Regions from separate parts of the Mus musculus genome. Here regions 1 and 3 are each linked to region 2. Evidence: chromatin contacts called from public HiChIP or PLAC-seq and promoter capture Hi-C data. All regions are on one chromosome and are shown on one strand. The core of a region is the stretch at or near the end of the contact, and the rest is flanking DNA. Distances in the headings are between cores, read along the strand shown. Region 1 overlaps Gm33294 (a long non-coding RNA gene). Region 2 holds the start of Spock1 (sparc/osteonectin, cwcv and kazal-like domains proteoglycan 1). Region 3 overlaps Gm33294 (a long non-coding RNA gene).

Region 1 (2,776 bases), core at 17-2,516, 590 kb before region 2:
TGTGTGTTTGTGGTGTGTGGTATGTGTGGTATGTGTGTATGTGTGTGTGGCATGTGTATGTGTGTGGTGTGTGTATGTGTGGTATGTGTGGTGTGTGTGTGTGCCATGTGTATTGTGTGGTATGTCTGTGGTGTGTGTGTGTGCATGTGGTATGTGTATGTGTGTGTCTGTGTGTGTGGTATGTGTATGTGTGTGTCTGTGTGTGTGGTATGTGTATGTGTGTGGGGAGGTGTGATATGCATGAGTCTATGTGTATGTAGTATGTATTATGATATGACTGTGAGTGTGTAATATGTGGATGTGTTGTGTGTGTATAATGTATGTGTGTGGTGTGTGTGTGTGTGATACATGTATGTGGTGTGTGTAGTGTGTGGTGTATGCCTACATGGGAATTCTCATGCCCTGAGCACCTCAGGCCATGCACCCCATTTGCACCCCATCTCCTTGCCCAGCCTTCTTATCTTTCCAAGACTCTTTTCGCTACAACAGTTCCCTTGGCCATTTGAGTCAAACTCAGAGGTACTTTGTTTCTTCTTCCATGAAGTTTCTCGTATGACCTTTTATGTGATTGCTCTTGGGCTGGGAAGAGACTGCCTTGCGGGATGTCAGAGGGCCAGCCTTACATGTGCTCCAAAGTCTTACTGCAGTCACATTTCTCAGCTCAGACTGAGTGTAAATCTGGGACAGTTGTCCTGCGCTCACTGATGGCATCTATAGAGAAAGATGCTCCCGGGCCCTCCGAGGACTAGCTGAAGAGTTGAAAGTCATTTTGGAAAAGGGAAAGGCTGCCACTCTTCAAGCCAGTGCTTTGTCTACCCCTGAGGCTCTGGCCCACAAGTACAAAATTAGCTTGAGCAGACAGACAATGCTCTTGGCCTCACCCGGCTTGTCATTTCAAATCCCGTCTGGCAGCCCTTTGTATTTGAGAAGGAAGGCTGTGTAGACACAAAAATCTACTGTCAGACAGGAAGGACTGCAACAGCCAGGAGCATGGAGGGACCCAGCAGGAAACACAGTGTGCTAGAGTGTGGGTCCCCAGCCTCATTTCCGATCCCACTGCCCAGCCAGGCCTTCTCTATTTGAATTCATGTAGGCCAAGAGGCAGGAGCAAAAGGCCCCAGCGACCCCTGTTGTCAGTCTCCGGGTAAGAGAGGCAAGGATTCACAAGCAGAGGAGGAAGCCTACCAGTCCTGTGGGAGGTAGAAGCAGCTGCGGCTATAAGCCCGAGCTCTGGACCAGTGCTGGGAGCTGGGAAGGGAAGCAGGCCCCCACCGCAGGGAACTTCCGAAGCCCGCCTGCTCTCTGCACACGGCTTCCTACAGATGGCCAGACCCACCCAGACCTTGGTGTTTACTCTTGGAAGGTGCTGGACACTCTGCCCCCACACCTGATTTGAATCCTCCTAGTCAGTTTTTTTTTTTTTAATCCCCACTTTCCACAGAAGATGCAGGCCTGTGTGGCAAAAACAAAACAAAAGAACAAAAACAAACACCCCACCCCCGCGGCAAACTTCTGGCATCAGAGAAGCCTAGATTTAAAGCAAGGTATCCTTGACCCTAAAACTAGTTGTCTCTGGCAGCATGTCTGCTATGTACACTGTTGGCCTTGGCTACCACAGTCAGAGACTTCCAGGGTTTTCATTTCTGTTATATCCCCTCTTCTGCTCACTCTCTCCCTCCTCCCTTCTCTCCCACCATTCAGCTCTCCCTTCTTCCCTCCTTCCCTCTTTCTTCCCCCTTCCTTCCTTCTCTCTCTCCCCCTCCTTCTCTCCCTCCTTCCCTCTCCCCTCCCCCCTCTCTCTCCCATTCTCCTCTCCTGTCCCCCTTCACCTCCTCCTCCTTATTCACCACCCCCTTGTTTCCATGTAGGAGCTTTTCTTTACCCAACACTGCCCTCAGACACCAGTATTTGCTTGGCTCACTGTGTCAAACATTTCTTGTTTAGTGTTGGAGATTCTATTTAACTCTGTTTCTTTAGTGATTTCCAGGTCTTTTCAAATCAAAACCTTCAAGAAAGTATCTAAGATCTACAGGGAACTGTAAATGCCTATTTACACCCACAATGGAGGTGGCATGGCACATGACCCAGGCATCAAAAGCCATGACATTACAGATCCTAACTCCCCAAAGAAAAGAATCCCGAAGAGGGCATGGTCAGAGAGGAGGAGAAGAGAGGAAGTGTGGGTGGTTAGTTAGCATGCAGCCTTTCTTCCTGTCTCCAGGCAGTGTTCCCCTTCCCAGCCCTGGGCCCTGGGCTCAGCTGGAAACAGGCCCTGTCTCTTTCCTCTCACATCTCCCCTGAGCTTTTTAGATGGACTCAGACGCCTACTGAGTGTCTCATCACAGAGACCTGAGGAATCCCAGCTTCTTGTGTCCCAGAGGTGACTTACTGACCCAATTCCTGAAGTTTTTGTGAACACCCACCTACCCAACATGCCCTTCACCATGACAAATCCCAGCAAGATCACTTCTAGAAAATGACATCTCTAGAAAGCCTCAGGATGTACACCCTCCACTGCTGGAGAAAACAGGATACTAGACAAGGTCTATCTCAACTGTGGGACAAGACACAGATGTCTGTCCTAGCTATGGACAACAGACACAGATGTCTGTCCCAGCTGTGGACAACAGAGACAGATGTCTGTCCCAGCCGTGGACAACAGGCACAGCAGGACTGTCTCTCCCCATTCCAGGGTCTTATTAGCTCAGCACCATCTGACTTAACTCGAACAGACAGAGGCTTATTAAAATATCATGCTGGCCAGGATGTAATTCTC
Region 2 (2,700 bases), core at 24-2,523:
AAAAGATAGCCAGATCCTGCAGCTCCCAGGACCTTCCTTCCAGGGTTTGGTAAAGTCAGTCTGCCATCAGTAGCTCTCAGACACTTGGAGAGCCCCTCTCCCCAAGCTGCTTAAGGTTTGTGCCCTGTTTCTGTGAGGACAGCTGCATCGATCCTACAAGTGCACATACCTGGAATACAGGTAACACGCAAGAGCACCCAGCCTTCCAAGTTCTCTTTAAAGTTCCTCTCAGGCTAGACGGATGCACTGTGGACCTCCATGAGAGGTTTGAACCTACCACCCCCAACCCCTACACTGGTCTCTGAGCCCCCCCCCCCCATTTTCCACCCCCAGCCGAACTCACATCTCGGAAGCGGTTCCAGTACTTGTCACGGTCATACTGGGAGACAGTGCTCAGCCACTGGTCATTGTCTAGGAAATTGGCGTTGTTGAGGGCCGCGCCACCGGCCAGCGCGTCCAGGTGCCGGCTGTCCACTTGGAGGAAGCACCACGCCGCGGCGGCCGCCGCGAGCACCGCGATCGCTGGCATCTGGGGGCAGGGCACACGGGCGTGAGCCGGTGACAACAGGGCTACCTCAAGCCCCTCACTCCCACCGGGTGTCTGGGCGCCTAGGGGCGCGCACAAGCTGCAGCGCCTGGGCTCACCGCGGGGACAGGGTGGTCCCTCTCACACCTGGGACGGAGGTTGCACCTGGAGAGCCCTTATGCATGGAAACAGCTACAAACGCAGAGCCTAGGTCACCGACTCGGGGCCGCCGTCAAACTACTGAAGACCCTCTCACCGGCTCTCCGTTGTGGGGCTCCAGTACATCTCCCCCAAAACCCGGATGCTCAATGTGCCAGCCGCACTCCCACAGACGGGCCCCACAGCTCTGGTGTAGGGATAGGGATAACGGCGCTCTGAGCATCATCCCAGGCTCTGGCAGACGGGGGCTTTGGGGTGCCCTCAAGCCGGGCTTCCCGTTCCCAGCTAAGGCAAAGGTCTCTCTGCTCCCGGCCCGCGGCTTCTGCGCAACAGGGACACGCAGAAATGCCCCCAGGCCCTGACCCTGCCAGCCCGGGAGATGGCCTCAGGAAGGTCCCAACTACGCCAAATATGCCAAGTTGGGGCTCAGTGTTCTGCGGACACGTACCTTGGGAGCCCGCCCGAGTCCCGGCGCCCGAGTTGCTGGGGTTCCTGTACCGCGGTGGCTGGGAAGGCTGATGCCCGGCTCGTTCCCTTGCGCACCTGCCGCCGCCGCGCGTCCGGCCGCTTTGTGAGCCCGCAGCGCTCTGGCTCGTCTCGGGCGCGGCGTCCGCGGGCGGAGAAGCCTGAGCTCCTAGCCGAGGCCTCTGGCGCCCCCTGGCGGCTACTTGGCGCTCAGCGGTCCCATCCGGGAGCGTGATTCATTCGCAGCTCTACAGGGCTGACACAGATTTCAAGCTCAGGGAAATGATGTTAGAAGGCCAAGAAGTCGCCAGTGTTGAGGGACTCTCAACGAGTAAGTGCTTGGGACACCCGTCTCAGAATCTCTACGGTGGAGAGAGGAGACTCTCTCCAAGAGTCGGCCCTTTAAATGAGTCCCTGTTGCGTCTTGTGCACAGACAATATTTAGGTGAACTTCTCTACTCCCTGGTTCAAGCCATACACCCAGCATCTCTAAGTCTGATCTCCAACCAGAGCCACCCCTAAGAGTCCTGTGGAACCGACCTCCAGCTTCAAGCACGGACAGAAGGAGAAAGCTGGCCTTGACCCAGCCCTCTCTTCTCTTTCCAAATACTCAGCGTGTTTGGTTTAATAGGGGTGGGAGCGACTTAACAGGTGCATCGCTGCCTACTTCTTGGCACAGCTATAGCCTATAGCCCTGAACACACACACACACACACACACACCAAACTCAAAACCCTTCAGGACACTTCCCTGAGAAACACCCAAACCCTAGTCCCCTGCACACCTGGTCCTTGCCCTCTTACCCTTCTGCCTCTGTTTGCCCCCACCCACCCACCCACCCCTGCCTTCTTGTCCCCACTTTCTACACAGGCTAGCCTTGGGGTCAGACCCCAGTGGCAAGGGCTCCTCCAGGCCTGGGATCACTTTGCCCCTGGGCAGACTTGAGCTACCAGAATATCTGAATGCATTCTGCAGCTGCCTCATCTCCATTTGTTCCGAGATTTGTGGTCCCTGTGATTCAGGCCAGGACCTCGGTGACACTGCCCTGAGAACTCAGTGTTTCTCCAGCTGCAAGCTCACTGCGCTTAAGGTCACTTATGGCAAGCGTGACCTTCCCGTGGGCTGGAACTCTCTGACAGTGCGATCTGCCTTGCTCTCAGCAGCTGCACCAGTCATGACACACCACCAACAGTCAGTATCAGAGGGATCCTGAGCCCTGCTTTTCAATATGCCACCACGATGATGTGGCCGGTTGTGAGTCGTGCTGTAATAATTGGGCAGATGGCATGGTTTAAGCATGTGAATTGCAGTTCTTGTGCATTCTGGGAGGCCTTAGTACAGGAGAAGTGGAGTCTTTTTTTTTCATGTTGGGGAAACACCTCACCCAGAGAGTATCTTATCACGGGGATGAACACAGTGAGTATCTGATGTCATAGCTGGAGAGAGAGAGGCTTGGGATAGTGAGAGGAATGCATCTCATTTCAAGAGAAACTTATGTGCCAAGTTGGGGCTCAGTGTTCTGCGGACACGTACCTTAGGAGCCCGCCCAA
Region 3 (2,700 bases), core at 183-2,682, 550 kb before region 2:
CCATCTGGGACAGCAAAACAGAGGAATCTCTGCTGTTGGCCTCAGGCGCCACCTGAAGACATCCTTAGTTTCTCAACAGGTGCAAAGCTAGTGGCCCTTTAAAACATTTAAAACACGTTTTACTTGTTAGTCGGACACAGATGGGCAAAGAATGACTATTAGGGGAGCTGATGGTAGCCCAAGCTAAGGGTCGTTAGGCTCTGGACCTGGGATATTCCCACAGCTCCACGGTAGGTAAGTTCTAGCTGGTTAGCCATCCCTGTGGGAGGATCAGTGTGTGGCATGTCCTTGTTCTCTCTGGGAAAGCCTTGGCTAGTAGCGGGCAAGCACAGGATAGCCATACTTCATCCAGGATGAGAGTTTCCAGTCTCAGTGTGAGTACTCCGAATTTGAGCTCCTGGCTTTATACATTGAGGGCGAAGCGAGGGTGCATCTTTAACTGTCTTCAGATCTGCTAAAAAGCTATCTAATGACCTAGAAGCCTCATTCATTCAACTCAGCAGCCTCCAAGCCAGGTTTACATCTCAGAAAACTCTAGCTAGGAGATGAGCAACTTGGACGATGAACTGTGTTGGTCTTGCACAGGAGGACACTCCTTTCTCTGCTCCCACCAAACCTGCGGCGCTTAACACAATGAAAGGGACCATAAAAACCGATCTATCCAGGGACAGTGGGCATTCATTGCATCGTGAGTGCTCCACACATGGAACCCAAAGCACTTTGTACCTCATCTTAGGGTTCTGGTGGATGGGAGAATGGGGACCAGAGGAGCACGAATAGGGTGCTGAAGCCCACTACTGCATGCCACTTCTGCTTCTAGGAGTCTCTGAGGTTCCCAGTGTGAACAAATGTTCCTGGAAAGGTGTTACTGCACCTCATACTGATGCTTCTGCAAAGCTGATTAGCTGGTTAGCACATCAGTCAGTGGCTGTGAAGAGGGGATATCCGAGGTCCAGAGCCTAATTACAGTTTATCTTGAGCTATCTGTAGCATCCTTAAGAATCATCCTTTGCTCATTAGTATCTGACCTTGTGACTAGCAGGTGAAACCTTTTGCAGTGTTTTAAAAGACTGCTAGCTTCCACTAACCAAAAAGCTCCGAACATCCTCAGCTAGCGTCTGGGGCCTACAGCAGAGTCACCTCTGCTTTGCTGTGACTCCCCACTTGACATATCCGCCAATATAATTGAAAGGAGCCTTTCCGTTATGACTTAGTGTGTTCTGATACTAGAAAAGCTCCCCAGTTCTGTTACCACACTGGAACAAGGATTTGGGGGTGATCCATAACTGTGCTCTCTGGCTGTGGCCACTCCCATCTGTCCCCCTGAGGTGAGAGTTTGTTTTGAATTGACCCCAGAGACAAGCCACCCTGACACTGCAGGGCTTCCGGTCTGTGTATTGGCTTTGAGCAGCCATTTGTTCCTCCTTGCTAGCTCTTTGAATGATTCCTGGTTCTATGAGGACGAGGCATTTGCATTACAATGCTTCCCTTGCAAGCCTAGGCGTCTGCACCGGTGAAACTTTCCCTTGATCAAAGGCTGCACTGTTGTGGAGGTTTGGAAAGGTACAAGCTTCCTTTGCGCTACCTGAGGAGCGAATTTTAAGAACAAAACATTGCATTCTTTTTGTTACAAATCATAACTGTCAGGTACACAGCCCATCCTGGGAAGAATTACAGGCAAAGCCCAACTCTGCAGTCTTCCTTGGTCGTAGGTGATTTCCAGAGGCCCCATTAAACTGCACAAACAGTCCGTACACACAAATATAGGTCAACTTCTTCTTTGATGGCTAAATCACTATCTGCAGCCAGAGCTCCTGCATGCCACTTCCTAACAAGGTTTTGTTTTTACATTCCAAACAGAAACATGCTCACAGAACCTCTGCCACCCACAGGACTCCCAACACCAGCTCTCCCCAACCCCTCACTCCCCACCCCCACCTCCAGACAAGCCCCTCTCCTCCAAGAACTTGGAGTATCATCAAATTCAATGATGATACTGTTCAATTCCATTTCTGTTTGGGGGAATCTTTTGATTTTCTGCTTGAGTTATTCTCGAAAAGATACAGGTTTAGACCTGAGGCCAACTGGCTTATTGGATTTACGTATTTAAAAGCAACTTTGATTGGCTTCACAGCCGACTTTTAAAATAATCTGGGCTCAATCTGCTTGTGGAAATGAGTCTGACCTCCCCTGATTTTCCGGTGATGCTTCACCCAAGACCCTACATCCAACATAGGAAGCTGGCCAAGGCTCAGTCCTGGAGAATAAGCCGATCCGGGTTCCAGGCTAACCTTGCTCAAGAACAAAGGGCTTCTGGAAAGGAAGCTTTCAGCAAAGGGTTGGTCACAGCCAATTTGAGGAAATATTTATTTATTTACTTCCTTATTTTGACAGGGACCAAAACAGTATCCTTCCATAAGACAAGAGAAGCCTGGAACTTTTTCACCAACTTAGCAGTTGACCTAAGTTTTTCCAGAGAATAGAAAATGGACATTGCCCAAGTGCTTCTGTCTCTAGAGGTTTTCCAGACTTCTGTTTGATTGTCTAGAATGTGTTTGCTCTGTTTTCTATGTTGTGATTACTCCTGCCATCCCTGAAACCAATCAGTAGGTCTCAAATATATTTGGTGCTGTGAACTAGGGAGTGGTACCAGGTTCAGCTCTGACTTTGTAGAAACTGGGATTTGAATTGGCTGTGAGG

The links. Promoter capture Hi-C pulls out the DNA fragments that hold promoters and counts their contacts. HiChIP or PLAC-seq counts read pairs in DNA pulled down with a chosen protein or histone mark.
Region 1: a promoter capture Hi-C map of hippocampal neurons shows a contact between it and region 2, with 5 times the contacts expected there. The contact joins the enhancer-like site here to the promoter of Spock1 in region 2. A contact is called at or near these places in 8 of 39 promoter capture datasets (cranial neural crest, embryonic stem cells, frontonasal cranial neural crest and 4 more), 1 of 484 Hi-C or Micro-C datasets (embryonic stem cells) and 8 of 115 datasets of contacts at active chromatin or transcription factors (craniofacial prominence, embryonic basal ganglia, embryonic forebrain and 5 more).
Region 3: a contact with region 2 is called in an H3K27ac HiChIP or PLAC-seq map of embryonic stem cells, with 8 times the contacts expected there. The contact joins the enhancer-like site here to the promoter of Spock1 in region 2. A contact is called at or near these places in 4 of 39 promoter capture datasets (cranial neural crest, hippocampal neurons, liver and 1 more), 7 of 115 datasets of contacts at active chromatin or transcription factors (embryonic basal ganglia, embryonic forebrain, embryonic hindbrain and 3 more) and 1 of 9 other capture datasets (embryonic stem cells).

The regions. Positions count from the first base shown.
Region 1 is chr13:57,315,270-57,318,045 of GRCm38.p6, forward strand. The region is part of intron 1 of Gm33294 (a long non-coding RNA gene); the gene reads left to right. Among named protein-coding and RNA genes, the nearest start is that of Gm33294, 23 kb to the left of the region's middle. Within about 2 kb of position 1,267, at least 23 of the 459 cell types and tissues checked have an H3K27ac peak or open chromatin away from gene starts, as enhancers often do.
Region 2 is chr13:57,907,059-57,909,758 of GRCm38.p6, forward strand. It overlaps Spock1 (sparc/osteonectin, cwcv and kazal-like domains proteoglycan 1), which reads right to left and starts at 1,274. Exons shown (of 12, transcript NM_009262.3): 1 at 1,134-1,274; 2 at 344-529. The coding sequence starts at 529.
Region 3 is chr13:57,361,304-57,364,003 of GRCm38.p6, forward strand. All of the region lies in intron 1 of Gm33294 (a long non-coding RNA gene), which reads left to right. Among named protein-coding and RNA genes, the nearest start is that of Gm33294, 69 kb to the left of the region's middle. Within about 2 kb of position 1,433, at least 14 of the 459 cell types and tissues checked have an H3K27ac peak or open chromatin away from gene starts, as enhancers often do. A contact at or near this core is called in embryonic stem cells, where this site is marked.